Linked DNA regions of Pan troglodytes: region 1 is linked to region 2. The links are chromatin contacts, called in public HiChIP or PLAC-seq maps. All regions are on one chromosome and are shown on one strand. The core of a region is the stretch at or near the end of the contact, and the rest is flanking DNA. Distances in the headings are between cores, read along the strand shown. Region 1 overlaps TFAP2A (transcription factor AP-2 alpha). Region 2 has its middle 270 kb from the start of TFAP2A.

Region 1 (6,601 bases), core at 476-2,975, 260 kb after region 2:
CATGCGAGAAAGGGATTTAGAAAACATTGGGTTGCTCTGCGCCACATTAAAATCATTTTGAAAGCTTCCTAAAATGTGCTTTCAAAAACTGTGAAGCTTGGCCCCAAGACATTTAAAGGAGGGAAACCTAGGAATAGTACAGAAGTTCATAGGAGATAAACGCCTGTTAAACTGTAAAGCACCCCCTATGTTCAGTTATTATTGCAACTCTTGTGGCAGGTTGGAAGGTTTTGATTTCCCAACTCTCTAAAGAAGAACCACAAACAAACACAGCCCCATCTCTAGGGTTTGAGGTATTGAGTTCAACTGATTCCTGTATATTTTCCCTGCTGTTACAATCACACCAATCCCAATGGGGTCTTTAAAACTGTCTTTGCAAGATATGCTGTTAGGTTGTTCCGAGTAACCAAAGTTATCATCACTCTCACGTTTCTTGCTCTGGCTCTAGCCCCAAAGGGAAATTCGTTTCGCCAACTGTTTACGTGCCATGTCACCAGCCTAACTGGAAATGTCAAAAGCTGATATCAGCCCTTAAAAGTTTCACTGATTTCAGAGACAATGGAGGCAGTTCTAAACAGATGTCTAAATAGAATCCCATAATCAGAAAGTGGTTAAGATAAATTGTTTAAATAAAACAGCAAATTAATTAATTTCAGATTTTATTCCCTACTCAAGTGCTCTTTAATTGTGTGGATTAGATTATACTCCCCTAGGTAAACAGTCTCCAATATTGGGGATGGGGGAAGGGAAGGAAAAAGCAGAGGGCAAGGAAAAGATCTGTGTCAGTGAAAGATTACAAAGGGAAAGCAAAATGACTGTGCAGGAGGAAGAAAAGACTAGAATGGCTGATGTTAAACCCTTCCAAAAAATGATCTTTATAGGCTTTGTGTGGGATATAGCCACTAGAAAGGAACTGTGGGTCTATCAACACATAGGTAAATGAATAACAGTCAAAACAATGAAGTTCTCAGTATTATTAAAGAAGAGAAGAAACATATTATCCGGGTAAGTTCCACACAAGCCCCACAACTCACAACGTGCAGTGGAATCCTAGGGGTAGGAAGCCCACAGCAGGGAGAAAACTGCCCTAAGGGAAGGTGCTTTACCTTGCTGACCCTTATAAAATCTTATCTACTAAACGAATCACTCAGACCTCGCAGGGGTGAGGTAAGAATCCCTGGCTATGTATGTAACAGATGCATTCCTTGGTAGTGACTACACACAATGCACGTAAACATGCTCGCACGCAGCCTGGCACACATCAGGGCCTCAGTAAATTGGGAATCATCATCATATGCAAACGCCTATAGTATGGGGGTCTGGAGGTGACAGCGACCGGAAGGCATGGCGTGCGGACTCAAGAGGACAACCATTCTCTTCCTTTAGTTAAAAGCCATTCTATTAAAACCCTATACAAGGCACGACCGGTTACCCTCGGAGACCCTACTCAGAGAGGTAAGGCAAAGCGAGGAGCCTGAGAGGAACTTTTCCTGGGCTTGCAAGGTGTGCGCGAAGAGGGAAAAGGTGGCTGTACGGCGCCCCGCGGCTGCAGTGGCCGGGATTGAGCCCGCGGCGGAGCGAGCTGCGCTTGCGCAAGGAGGAGGGCGGAGCGGAGGACTCCGCGAGCGCGCGGCAGCCAACGAGGCGCGCACCAGAACTCGCTCGCGGGAAGGCAGCGGAGAGCGCAGGCGCGCGCCGCATCGCCCGCTCCCCCGCCCCCAGATCCCGCCCACTTGGCTCTACGCTCTTCTCCCCGCCCCCTTTCCTTTCCCGCGTAGGGAGGGCCGCGGCGCGAGGCCGGTTTGCGTCGCCGCCACCGCCCCGGCGCAAGCGCAGTGGTTCCCCCGGCCGCGGGGCGGGGCGGGCGGGGCCGTGCCGGGCCTCACCTCCGGAGCACTCCGCCCAGCAGCGACGCGTTGAGACACTCGGGTGGTGAGAGCCGCCGCTGCACTTCCGCCACCGTGACCTTGTACTTCGAGGTGGAGCTGAGGAGCGAGAGGCGACCCGGAACTGAACAGAAGACTTCGTTGGGGTTCACCACGCCGCCGAAGAGGTTGTCCTTGTTAATAGGGATGGCGGAGACGGCATTGCTGTTGGACTTGGACAGGGACACGGGGCCTGCGGAGACAGAGGGGAGGCCGCGTGTTGGGCGTCGTGGATCACCCCCAAATCCTGCCCGACCCCGGCCCTCATCCCGGCCAGGGCCGGATCCCAGGCTTTGGGCCACAGTCCCCGCTTTTCCGTCCGGCTCTGAAATTCTGTGGCTCCGCTACTTCCCTTCCTCGGGCTCGAGCCCTTCCCTACCTCACCCGGCGGCCGGGAGGCGGCCCTGCCCTCCCCCAGCCAGCCTGGCCTGCGTTTCTGCCTTGACCCTTTCCCCTTCGCCGTCAAGGGTGCTCTCTAGAGATGGGTGGTGAAATTGGTGACCCCTGAGGCGTTGAGCATCCGAGCGGAGTGGGCCCCAGATGAGGTCCAGGACCACGGGTTCAGGGTGCAGGGGAGGGAATTACATTTGCAAACCGAGAGCAAGTTACTTGTACTTCAGGGGTTTTGCTGGGTGGGGTTTTAGTGTCGGGGAAAAACTGCTTCAAAGACCCATTATTAAAATCAGCCGACAATTTAGATGGCTAAAGCACCCTGTAAACGAGCGTTTTAATTGAGGCACCACGCTGGGAAGTGGTGGATTTTGTTGTCCACACCACACGTCCCGTCTTTTTGATAAATAGGCCCTTTCCTATGTTCAATTTTGAAAACATCTCAGTTTTGGAGATCCATTCCAAGGCCAGTTTTGAACTGCGGAGTGGGGAGGGAAGAACAGGCCTACAGTGGAATACTAGCAATGTGCCCTTTTGTTAAGTAAATACTTAACAGTCCTTCTCTGCTAAAGCGCCTTTATTGGGAAAGTGGGTATATATACTTCCTAGTTAAAACCATAAGCTCTTTATTGCTGGACTCACCATTGTTAGAAAAAAAAATAGAAGACCTGCAGAAAGTATACTAATGCATTACGTTTCTCAGCACCAGTGTAATTCAGATGCATTCACAACCATTTTAAGTACAGTATGCATTGTATTTTAAAATTCCATTTGGAGACATCATATGCACACAATCTCATCACAGTGTTCCTTATGCGTTCTTTAATGGGGATATGCTAGAGGTATAGGGAGGTGGGGGGCTCTAGGTTTTGGATAGATCACTTGTGACATTAATAGCTCTGGGGAGGCTAATAGAGACAATAGGAGTTAAACGAACTCTTGAGAGATTACTAATAAAAGAGCCAATTATCATGTCGACTTGGAAAGAGCATCTCTTAAGATTTATCCCTTGCACATCTAATTTGACGTGACAAAGACTTCACAGATGCAAAAATGAAACTTTAAACTAGCTAACAATATACTGATTGGGGTTAGAAATGAGAACAGTTTTATATAGCATCGTCCTCTGGTGGTGCCTAGAATCCTGAAATGTAACATTGCCACCATAACCAAAAAAAAAGCTGCTACCAAGAGTGAATAGCATTTAATTCAGTAAACTTTATTTCTACTCACTAAACACAATACAGATTACAAATCCATGCAAATCACTTGACACTTTTCTAACAATCTCTGAACAAGTATGCTAATATTCCTCCCATCTTCAAGATACTAATTTTAACCAAAAGCTAAAATTTTGTTAACCTAATTCACAAAGTTCTAAGACCCTTAAACAGCTAACAAGAAACTAAATTGAAGAACGTGAATGTTTTTTTCCTCTACTAAAGAGTGCTTTTTATCATCTGTTCTTACATTAATGTTAAATTATTTGTACTATTTTAGCATTATACACTTCTTAACCCTCATCCAGGCAATGGATTAAACTATCAAACTGTTTCAAAATTGAAATGCCACTTCCAAATCAGTTCAACTACTGTACATTTTGTGTGTTTGTCCAAATATCATTAAACTAAATTAAATGGTCAAATCATGAGTCAGAACAAAGCTAGCCTGTTGGCATTACCAACATACTGAAGGCTGATTATTTAAGCATTGCTGTTCTGTGCCTATCTATTTGCTAATTCTGAGCCTTTAGGAAATCCTATTTGGAAAAAATAAACACATCTCTGCAAGTTCTTTTAAATAGCACTCTGCCTGTAAGGACATGCTTGGAATGCAGAAGGAAATGGCTTACCTTTCTTAATTACAGTTTGATCTGGGATGTTAATACCCGGGTCTTCTACATGCTGCAACAAAAGGATACACATGGATGTAAGTGTATCATCAAAACAAAAGGAAATGAATATTCCCTGCAAGATGGGAGGAGGGGAAGGTGTAGAATCAAAATTCCCCCTCCCATATAATGACATTTATATATAAACATCTCATCTTGGCTTATTGGAATTTGGGGCTTTGCAACTCAAGAGGTTTCACTGCACACCCATGGCCAATTTCTCCTCCTCCAGCAAATAATCCATGTTTAAAAGGGGTGGAGATGGGGAATAAAACTTTCTTTGGAAATTAAATCAAGTGTTGGAGCACCTAATCATTCTCAGTTCAACGTTTAGAAATGTACCTAGCTTTAGATTGGCGCCTCAGCGGCTTCTGACTTTAGCAATTCCAGTGTTCAGGCAGCGAAAGCCAGGGAAACACAATAGAAATGACAGGGGTGGGAGTAACAGGAGAGTGTTGGAAAAGAAAAGGTTTAGGTAGTATAATAAAGAGCAAACACACACACCTTTATGGAAAACTCCACATAAATTTTTAGAAAGACTACTGCCTAAGCCTGGGTATGATAGGAATATGAAAATGACCAAAACCAAAAAACCTTTGAGCTTGCTTTCCTGTTGTCCAACAGCAGGTTTGTTGTTAGTGTGGGGTGTTTTTCTTTTTCTTTTCTTTTTTTTTTTTTTACAGATGGATGGGTATACGTGTGCGCACTAGAGTCAAAACGTGATTAGAAAGTAAAATGAAATCATGTTATCTAATGCAGAAACTGACAGGCAATATAATGTCTGGCTGTGTTTACAAATTAGCACCAGGGCTGCTGAGATAGAAGATTTTGCAATCATTACCAAACACAGGCATTACCATTTAAAAAACTATTACTTCCTTCTCTAGTCTTTGTCCAACAATAATACTGATTCGAACATTTTCCATTCTGTCTTGGATTTATGCTCCTGTTAATTGTGCCTGATCGCAATGATTCCGGGTGGATGGTACTAAGTTGCTTTATTACAGGTTTTATTATACTCAATGCTCTCATTTGTAACTTGCCTAAAGTGCTTCTGGATTTAAGTATAATTAAATTGAGAAATGTTCAGAAATGACTACTGCTGCAGTTCTTGTGTTTTAACTATATGGGGAAATATGATCCCTTTATGCATGCACCCTAAACCCATAAAGTAAATGTAGTGTGGCATAATACTTTTATTTGTGTTATTTCTAGACCTTGTCCATACAGGGAAGACTGTTAAGTTTAAAACCCCACTGAGATATTAATGATTAAATAATTTTCACCATCGATTTGATTTTCTTAAATATTTAGCAGTTATACTTACTAAAGGTTAACTGTTGCAGCAATGGGAAAAAAAATTGAAAACAACCTTTTTCTTGACCCAAATTCCTTTGAAAGAATTTTTTTCTTAAAAGATGGGGGAGGCAGAGGGAAAAACAGCAACTGGGTTTCCTTGTTTTTGTTTAATCTTTTAGTTAATTTCTCCTACTGACCAATTTTGCCACAAAGAGTGAGTATACAGGTGTTAAGAATTCACCTTGAAATTTTTGCAAAGTAGAGCAATTCTCATTCACAGTAGTTCCAAAAGCTTGCAACATTATTTTGCAATTCAAATATTTTCAAAGAACAAGCAAGGAAAAGATTCAGAGTGCTTTCGGAAAGGGAACTAAAATAATCATAACTCCCAGTTCATGTTTAAATTGCTCTTATATAAATTAGTGCTCCTCTCACTTCCCAAAAAATGCACTGTTAAGTATCAGTTTCTAAAAACATGTAAGTATGAACACACACATACAGACATACAGTGCTCACTAAACCTTATACTGGATCAAGTGCCCACTTTCCTGCCTTCCATGCAAGGGCTGCTAAACATAACCAACAAATTTCAGTGACTAACTGGGCCAAATGAGAGATGTAATAAATTTTCTATTTTCCTACGGAACTTAAATAATGTTTTAAATTCACCAAGCAAGCAGGTAAGTTCATCTGACCATTTTCCTTACAATCTAATGTAGTAATCATTAAACTGTCAACGGACATACTGCTGCAATATTTGATGCAGTAATTTGAAATAGCATTTTAGTAAAAATCACATCCAGATACATTTCCTCTCCAAAGAAAAGCAGCTTTAACAGAAGCCTTTACAGCTTTAATAAAATTATTGGCTTGCTCTAATTCCATTTCAGGAGGGTTGTGAGGAAACCATAAATATATAGAATTGAAGCAGAGGTACTGGTTTAAGTTTAATTCCAGAAAGTATTTTCAAATTATCAATAGCCTGGTTTGCATTGTAAATAGTAAATGTGCTAATGCCATGCTTATTTAGAAATCATTTTAAACTGCATTTATTGATAACTAAATTAGAACTCAAATAATGTATTACCCAATAGTC
Region 2 (6,826 bases), core at 3,166-5,665:
TGGCTAATTTTTGTATCTTTAGTAGAGATGGGGTTTTGTCATGTTGGCCAGGCTGGTCTCAAAGTCTGACCTCAGGTGATCCGCCCACCTTGGCCTCCCAAAGTGCTGGGATTATAGGCATGAGCCACCACGCCCAGCCTACATTTTTAAAAATGAGCCAAAAACAGGAGTTAATAAGGAATTATTGTTATTAAAATATAAGTTAACTTTTAAAATAAAACTGACATTGTAAAATTTGTCAGTGAACTGGAATATTATAGTTTGGGTTGTTTATGATTTTAACATTTTCAATAATATAAAAATTATTTGTTAATAATTTTATAACTTGCTTGCTTTTTCAGATACCAATATACTTTATTCTGAGCCAAGGCAAAGTCCGTCTGACAACAGCAGATTGGACAATAACTGAAAATGTAGTCTGTAAGGAAGCTTAATAATAAGATATACATCTCTTTATATTTCACTAAATGGCTAAAGAATGCGGAAAACTTATGTTTATACAAAAACCAGCAGACTGACATTTATAGCAGCTTTATCCATAACTGTCAACATTTGGAAGCAACCAAGATGTCCTTTAGCAGGTGAATTGATAAATAAAACTGTGGCACATCCAGACAAGGGAATATTATTCAGCACTAAAAATAAAGGAGCTATCAAGCCAGGAAAAAACAAGGAGGAAACTCACATGCATATTGCTAAGTAAAAGAAGCTAGCCTGGAAAAGCTGCGTACTGTATGATTCCAACTCTGTGACATTCTGGAAAAGTAAAACCCTGGAGGCAGTAAAGAGATCAGTGGTTGCCAGAAGTTAGGAGGAAAGGAGGGATGAATAGGCAGGGCACAGAGGATTTTTAGGGCAGTGAAACTACTCTGTGTGGTCCTGTAATGGTGGTTTAATGTCATTATGCATTTGGCCACACCCATAGAATGTACACCACCAAGAGTGAACTCTAATGTAAACTGTGGACTTTGGGTGATAATGATGTGTCAGTGTGGGTTCAATTGTAACAAATGTGCCACTCTGGTGGGGGATGGTGATAATGGGGAGCTGTGCACGTGGGGTGGGCAGGGGCATGCGGGAAATCTCTGTCCCTTCCTCTCAATTTTGCAGTCAACTTAAAAGCTCTTAAAAAGTAAGTATTTTTTAAACAGAAAGAAACAAGGTGAACTAAATGTACAGCTGGATCTAACATAAGGAAATAAGAATTGCTATTAATTTACATATATTAACTAATTAATTGTGAACCTTTTTAAAATACCATTGTGAACTGTAATGTATTTTATATTCAAATGAATCCTCAGCCTTCTTCATTGTAAATATTAGCTGAACAAATGAGTAAATAAAAATCGACTTCATAGAAAATCAAGTGAGTCCGGTCATAGCCAGATAACAGTGTTTAACCCACAAAAGATGTGCAATTGTTCTTTAAAACAGTAAGAGGATTAATACAAAATTATTAAAGTTTATATTAAAGACATAAATGTAATCTTTACAAATAATTTTCTTATGGATAAATTATGCTTACTGTAGTTATTAGCCGGAACTTGCAATAATCTACATATTAAGACAACCAAGACAACAATTAGTTTGTTTTAAGGCACCTGCCAACTTATATACTAGAAAATAAAAGTTTTCCAAGTGAAAAAACAGCTTTGCTCAGAATTTAAAACACTCTACTGGATAGCCTGCTTAACAGCACTAGGAAAACAAAAATTCTATGCATCAAAAGACGAATGAAAAGAGAAACAATAAACCAGGATGAAGATACATACAAACCCAATGGCTTCATATCTAGAATACATAAAGAGCTCCCACAAATCAATAAGAAAAAGAGAAGCAGCCCAATAGAAAAATGGCAAAATATGTGAACACAGAATCTATGAAAGAGAAAATTCAAATACTCCAAAACATTTTTAAATATGTTCAACCTCTGGCTGGGCACAGTGGCTCACGCCTATAATCCCAGCAATTTGGGAGGCTAAGGCAAGTGGATCTCTTGAGGCCAGCCTGGACAACATGGCAAAACCCTGTCTCTGCTAAAAACACAAAAATTAGCTGGGTATGGTGGCACATGCCTGTAATCCCAGCTACTGAGGAGGCTGAGGCACAAGAATCACTTAAGCATGGGAGACCAAGGTTGCAGTGAGCTGAGATCACACCACTGCACTCCAGCCTGGGCAACAGAGCAAGGCTTTGTCTCAAAAAAAAAAAGTTTAACCTCAAAATACTTACAGAGATGCAAATAAAACCATTAGATTTCATACTCATCAAATTCATTAAAGTTTTCCAATTCTGGCAACACATTATTCTGGCAAGTATATGAAGTAACACAGCTGATGGAACTATAAACTTGTACAATCGATTTGGAGAAAATTTGGGAATATATATTATATATATATCAGATTTGAAACTACTCACAGCCTATGACTCAGCAACTCCAAACCTGAAGAAACTCCTGTCCACATGCCCAAGAAGATCTCTTTAAGAATGTTCACAGCATTATTTATTTCTAAATAATACAAAACTGAAAATGTTACACATGCTCCTTCAAGAATAAAATGTGTAAGCAAACTGTGATGTATTCATAAATAAAAACAGTTAAAACATGCAAACCAGCTATCTATATCTATCTATATTTTTATCAGCATGAATAAATCCCCAGAACATAGCACTAAAAGAAAAAAGCAAGTTGGAAGGACAAATACAGTTTAATAATACTTTTATGAAGTTTTAAATATATGCAAAAGAGCACCATGAATTGATTATTAATGCAAACATATACTATAAAAATATAATGATATGTATGAGAATGATAGACATTAAATTCAGGAAACTAATGATCTCAGCTTGGGAGGGAGGGGAACAGGGTAAGAGTGTGGGGGCTTTAACTGTACCTATAATGTTTTTTGTTTTTTGTTTTTTTAAGCTGGGTGGCTAGTTCTTTGGTGTTTATTAAATATATTCTTCATAGTTTTTGTTTTTTTAAAAATACTTCATAATTTAAAAATAAAAATGGCATCTGCCTCACAACCCCTAACAAGGCCTTTCCCAGTTTCCCATTAACATAAAGATGTGAAGGCAAATAAAAAGACAATATTTGAAATAGTGTTTGCATTAGTTTACTAGGGTTGTCATAACAAAATACCATAGATCAGGTGGCTTCAACAGCAGAAATTTATTTTCTCATAAATCCAGAGGCTGAAAGTTCGAGATCAAGGTGCTGGCAGGGTTGGCTTCCTATAAGGCCTCTCCCCTTGGCTTATAGATGTCCAGCTTCTCGCTGTGTCCACACACAGTTTTTCCTCTGTGCGCATCTGTGTCTTAATCTCCTCTTCTTATAAGAACACCAGTCGGATTGGATTAAGGCCCACCCATATGACCTCACTGAACCTTAATTACCTCTTAAAAGTCCTATCTATCTCCAAATACAAACAGTCCCCAATTTACAATAGTCAAAACTTAAAATTTTACTGTGGTGCAAAAGCAATACCCATTCAGTAGAAACTGTACTTTGGGTACCCATACAACCAAAAAAAGTGAAAGGTTTTTCACTTTTAGTACAGTATTCAATAAATCACTTGAGAGAGTCAACACTTTATTATAAAATAGACTGGATGATTGGATGTTTTTGTCCAACTGTAGGCTACCATAAGTATTCTGAGCACGTTTAAAGTAAGCTAGGCTAAGTTATGATGTTCAGTAAGTTAGGTGCATTAGAAGTATTAAATGCATTTTTGATTTAATGATATTTTCAACTTACGATGGGTTTGTTAGGACATAACCCTATCATAAGTTGGGGAGCATCCACACAGTCACACTCTGAGGTTCTGGGAGTTAGGACTTCAACATATGAATTTTGGGGGGACACAATTCAGCCCATAACAATATTGAAATCTAAGTTCAATGGACAACAGATTCCTAAAAGCTGGAAGAAAATGCCTCATTATAAGAATAGTGGAATCCTTTTGAGAATAAACAACCACTAACTTGCCTTTGTTTCATATCAGGTGTAGCACTGCCCCACCCACCCCCGCAAAGGTAGTGGGGAGATAAATCACCTCTCCTTTGTCTAATCTTACCTGAGAACCAAGGTCCAGCCACAGTATCAATTGAGAATGCCAAACATTTTCTAATTTTCTTCTGTTGCCTGAAATAGGTAATAATCTGTCTCTGAGACTTCAAGATAATGATCTTTTCCCCTAATTGTGCAATATTTTTCTTATAAGCCTTCTGTTGGTATTTTTCTGGGTTTTTTTCATTGTCATAAAAAGACAAATCTTTTCAGTAAGAAATAGAATCTTATTCTCCCCTCCATCCCCCATCTCCTCCCACTCGCCCCTGCCACCCACCAGCCTCCACCAAAGTACAGCCCATTCTGAGACTATGAGCACATGAAAAACTCCATTTCCCAGGAAGCACTGTACTTTGCAAGGACTACACCTCCCAGGATGCAATGCATCTCAGTAGGTCTTCTCAAATGCCTGCACCAGTTTTGTTTTGTTTTGTTTTGTTTTTCAGTTACATTTTCTAAATGGATGTAAGGCAGAACTATCTTCTGCAATGGAATAAAAGTAAGCTTGTTTTTGGATTTATTGCCTTCAGCCCTAAATGCCAGAACACAGTGGAACATTGCTTACAGAATTTTGAGACAGAAAAAAATAAACAAAACCCTTGAATTTATACCCAGCCAAGTGTTATTTGATGGGAGGAAAGCAACAGAAAGAATCTTCTATCATAGAGCAGTTTATTGGTCTTTACTAATTAAACAAAAGCATAACTTGGCTTTTTCAATATACATTTCAAAGATGCAAGAAAAATCATTATTCGAGGATGTTGTTTTCAAATCGATTGGGCAGCGAGAACAGAGCTTTTCTCTACAGTCCCTTGCCCAAATGTTCTTTTTCTGCTTCTGATGCTGTTAATTTTCCAGCATCAGAAATGCTTCTTGGATCACATCCTTAACTTACTGTTCTAAATACTTGACTTCTTCGATGAACATTTAAAACAACAAATAATGCTGTTCTGTGCCAGCATTTACTAACAATGGCCAGACTTTTCACAGGGCTGATACAAAAAGTGCTCTTTTTGCCCTCCACAATAGCAGAACTGCTGAAACCAACATAAAGGCCATTTTCATTGTCAAGCTTCTTGGTTATTGATTTTTTTTCTGCGTCTTTGAAATGTACGTTGAGAAATCTAAGTATGGTTTTAAATAATTAGCAAAGATCAATAAACTGCCCTATGATATATTTCATTTGACACAAATCCCCACCTCTTATCATCTTCCAAGACTGGAGAATATTTCTGTCTAAATATGTTTTTAAAACATTATATGCAATGATATTTGTCAGATTTATGTTGCAAAGAACAAAATCCACTCTAGCTAGTTTAGCTGAAGCTAGTTTATTACAAGTTTGAAATGGGTTATTGGATTGTTAGGAAGGCTGAGGAAAGAGCCTCTAGGTTAGATTTCAAGAATGGCTCCCAAAGTCACAAAATTCAGCCACCCACGGAGCTTCTTTTGTCATTTGGAAGCTGCCTGCCAAATAGGAAAGCTGCCACCTCCTGAACCTTACCAACATCATCCCAATCAAGAAGGCTGCTATAATCTATACCAGCAAAACAGGTCCCCTCTCCACACTCCAACTCCACAGTTCAACGGCTGTTGAGACGTCCACTGGTGTCATAGCAGAAAAACCAAGTTCCTACCTGTTTCTGCTTACTAAGAAAATCAAGCAGCTACAGTCTCTGCCTCCCTTCCACCTTCCAAATCATTCATGACTGCATCTAATTCATCTACTTTTTGGAACCTAAATTATACTCAGAACCTCAGACAAAAGGAATTCTGGGAAATGTACAGGAATGCATACCAGACAAATGTTGGGAAAGACATGGAGCACCAGTCCATCATCTTCATACCACTACCAACCTAATCATATTCTTAAATGTATAGGAAAAGAGGCAAAGGACACGCCATAATACTCATGGTCCATTAGAAGCATCTGGGGAGCTTGTTGTAACTGAGGATAAGAGTTACAATAATAATATTAATCATCATCATCACTAACATTTGATTCCACACTATGTGCCAACCAATATTCTATGTGCTGTATGAGCAGTATGCCATTTAATCCTTATAACAGCCCTGAGGTGTGTACTCTTTTTATCCTTAATTTACACCTGAGAGAACTGCAGCATAAAGAGGTGAATTAATTTGCTCAAGGACACATACTGTTAAGTGATGGAATCAAGATTCTAACCCAGACAGTCTGACCCCAGAGACTGCCCCTCTGCTGGATTTAATGCAGTCGGTCTGAGGTGGGGTCCAGGAGACTGCTTTTTAATAAGCTCTCTAGGGCGACTCTCATGGACATCCAAGTTTATCTCCAGTATCTTCCAATCTTAGGCAATCATCGTGTATTACTTTTATAATCATGAAAATGCTCTAAAAATGACAACACCTATAATTCTGCATATGCCATGTGATCATTGCCACATAAGTAACATACACACTGCAAAAGGGCTGGAAGTAAATATACCAAAGGGCTAGCAGAGATTCTCTTTGTATAGTGGGACTGAGAGTGATATTTTGCTGTCTTCTACTGTCTGTATTTTTCAAATGTTTACGATGAGCATGACTTTTATTCTATGTCTGCATGTGCTCAAGTTTCATCTATTAGTCTACAAGTGGTTGATGTTGGCACCCAAGCCTTAAAGATGTCATCTTTTTACTTGTATTTCCTTTTTGTTTCCTTTCCCGCCACTATGCAATTTTATCACATAAAATTAAAAACCAGAATGCTAACTGAAAATTTCCGAGTCCACT

Evidence for each region. HiChIP or PLAC-seq counts read pairs in DNA pulled down with a chosen protein or histone mark.
Region 1: a contact with region 2 is called in an H3K4me3 HiChIP or PLAC-seq map of stem cell-derived excitatory neurons, with 4 times the contacts expected there. The contact joins two enhancer-like sites. A contact is called at or near these places in 1 of 7 Hi-C or Micro-C datasets (stem cell-derived neural progenitor cells) and 1 of 1 datasets of contacts at active chromatin or transcription factors (stem cell-derived excitatory neurons).

What each region holds. Positions count from the first base shown.
Region 1 is chr5:16,354,211-16,360,811 of NHGRI_mPanTro3-v2.0_pri, forward strand. TFAP2A (transcription factor AP-2 alpha) reads right to left here. Exons shown (of 7, transcript XM_001166719.7): 3 at 4,168-4,219; 4 at 1,887-2,118. Among named protein-coding and RNA genes, the nearest start is that of TFAP2A, 9.3 kb to the right of the region's middle. Within about 2 kb of position 1,726, at least 19 of the 24 cell types and tissues checked have an H3K27ac peak or open chromatin away from gene starts, as enhancers often do. A contact at or near this core is called in stem cell-derived excitatory neurons, where this site is marked.
Region 2 is chr5:16,094,321-16,101,146 of NHGRI_mPanTro3-v2.0_pri, forward strand. No RefSeq gene overlaps it. Among named protein-coding and RNA genes, the nearest start is that of TFAP2A, 270 kb to the right of the region's middle. Within about 2 kb of position 4,416, at least 5 of the 24 cell types and tissues checked have an H3K27ac peak or open chromatin away from gene starts, as enhancers often do. A contact at or near this core is called in stem cell-derived excitatory neurons, where this site is marked.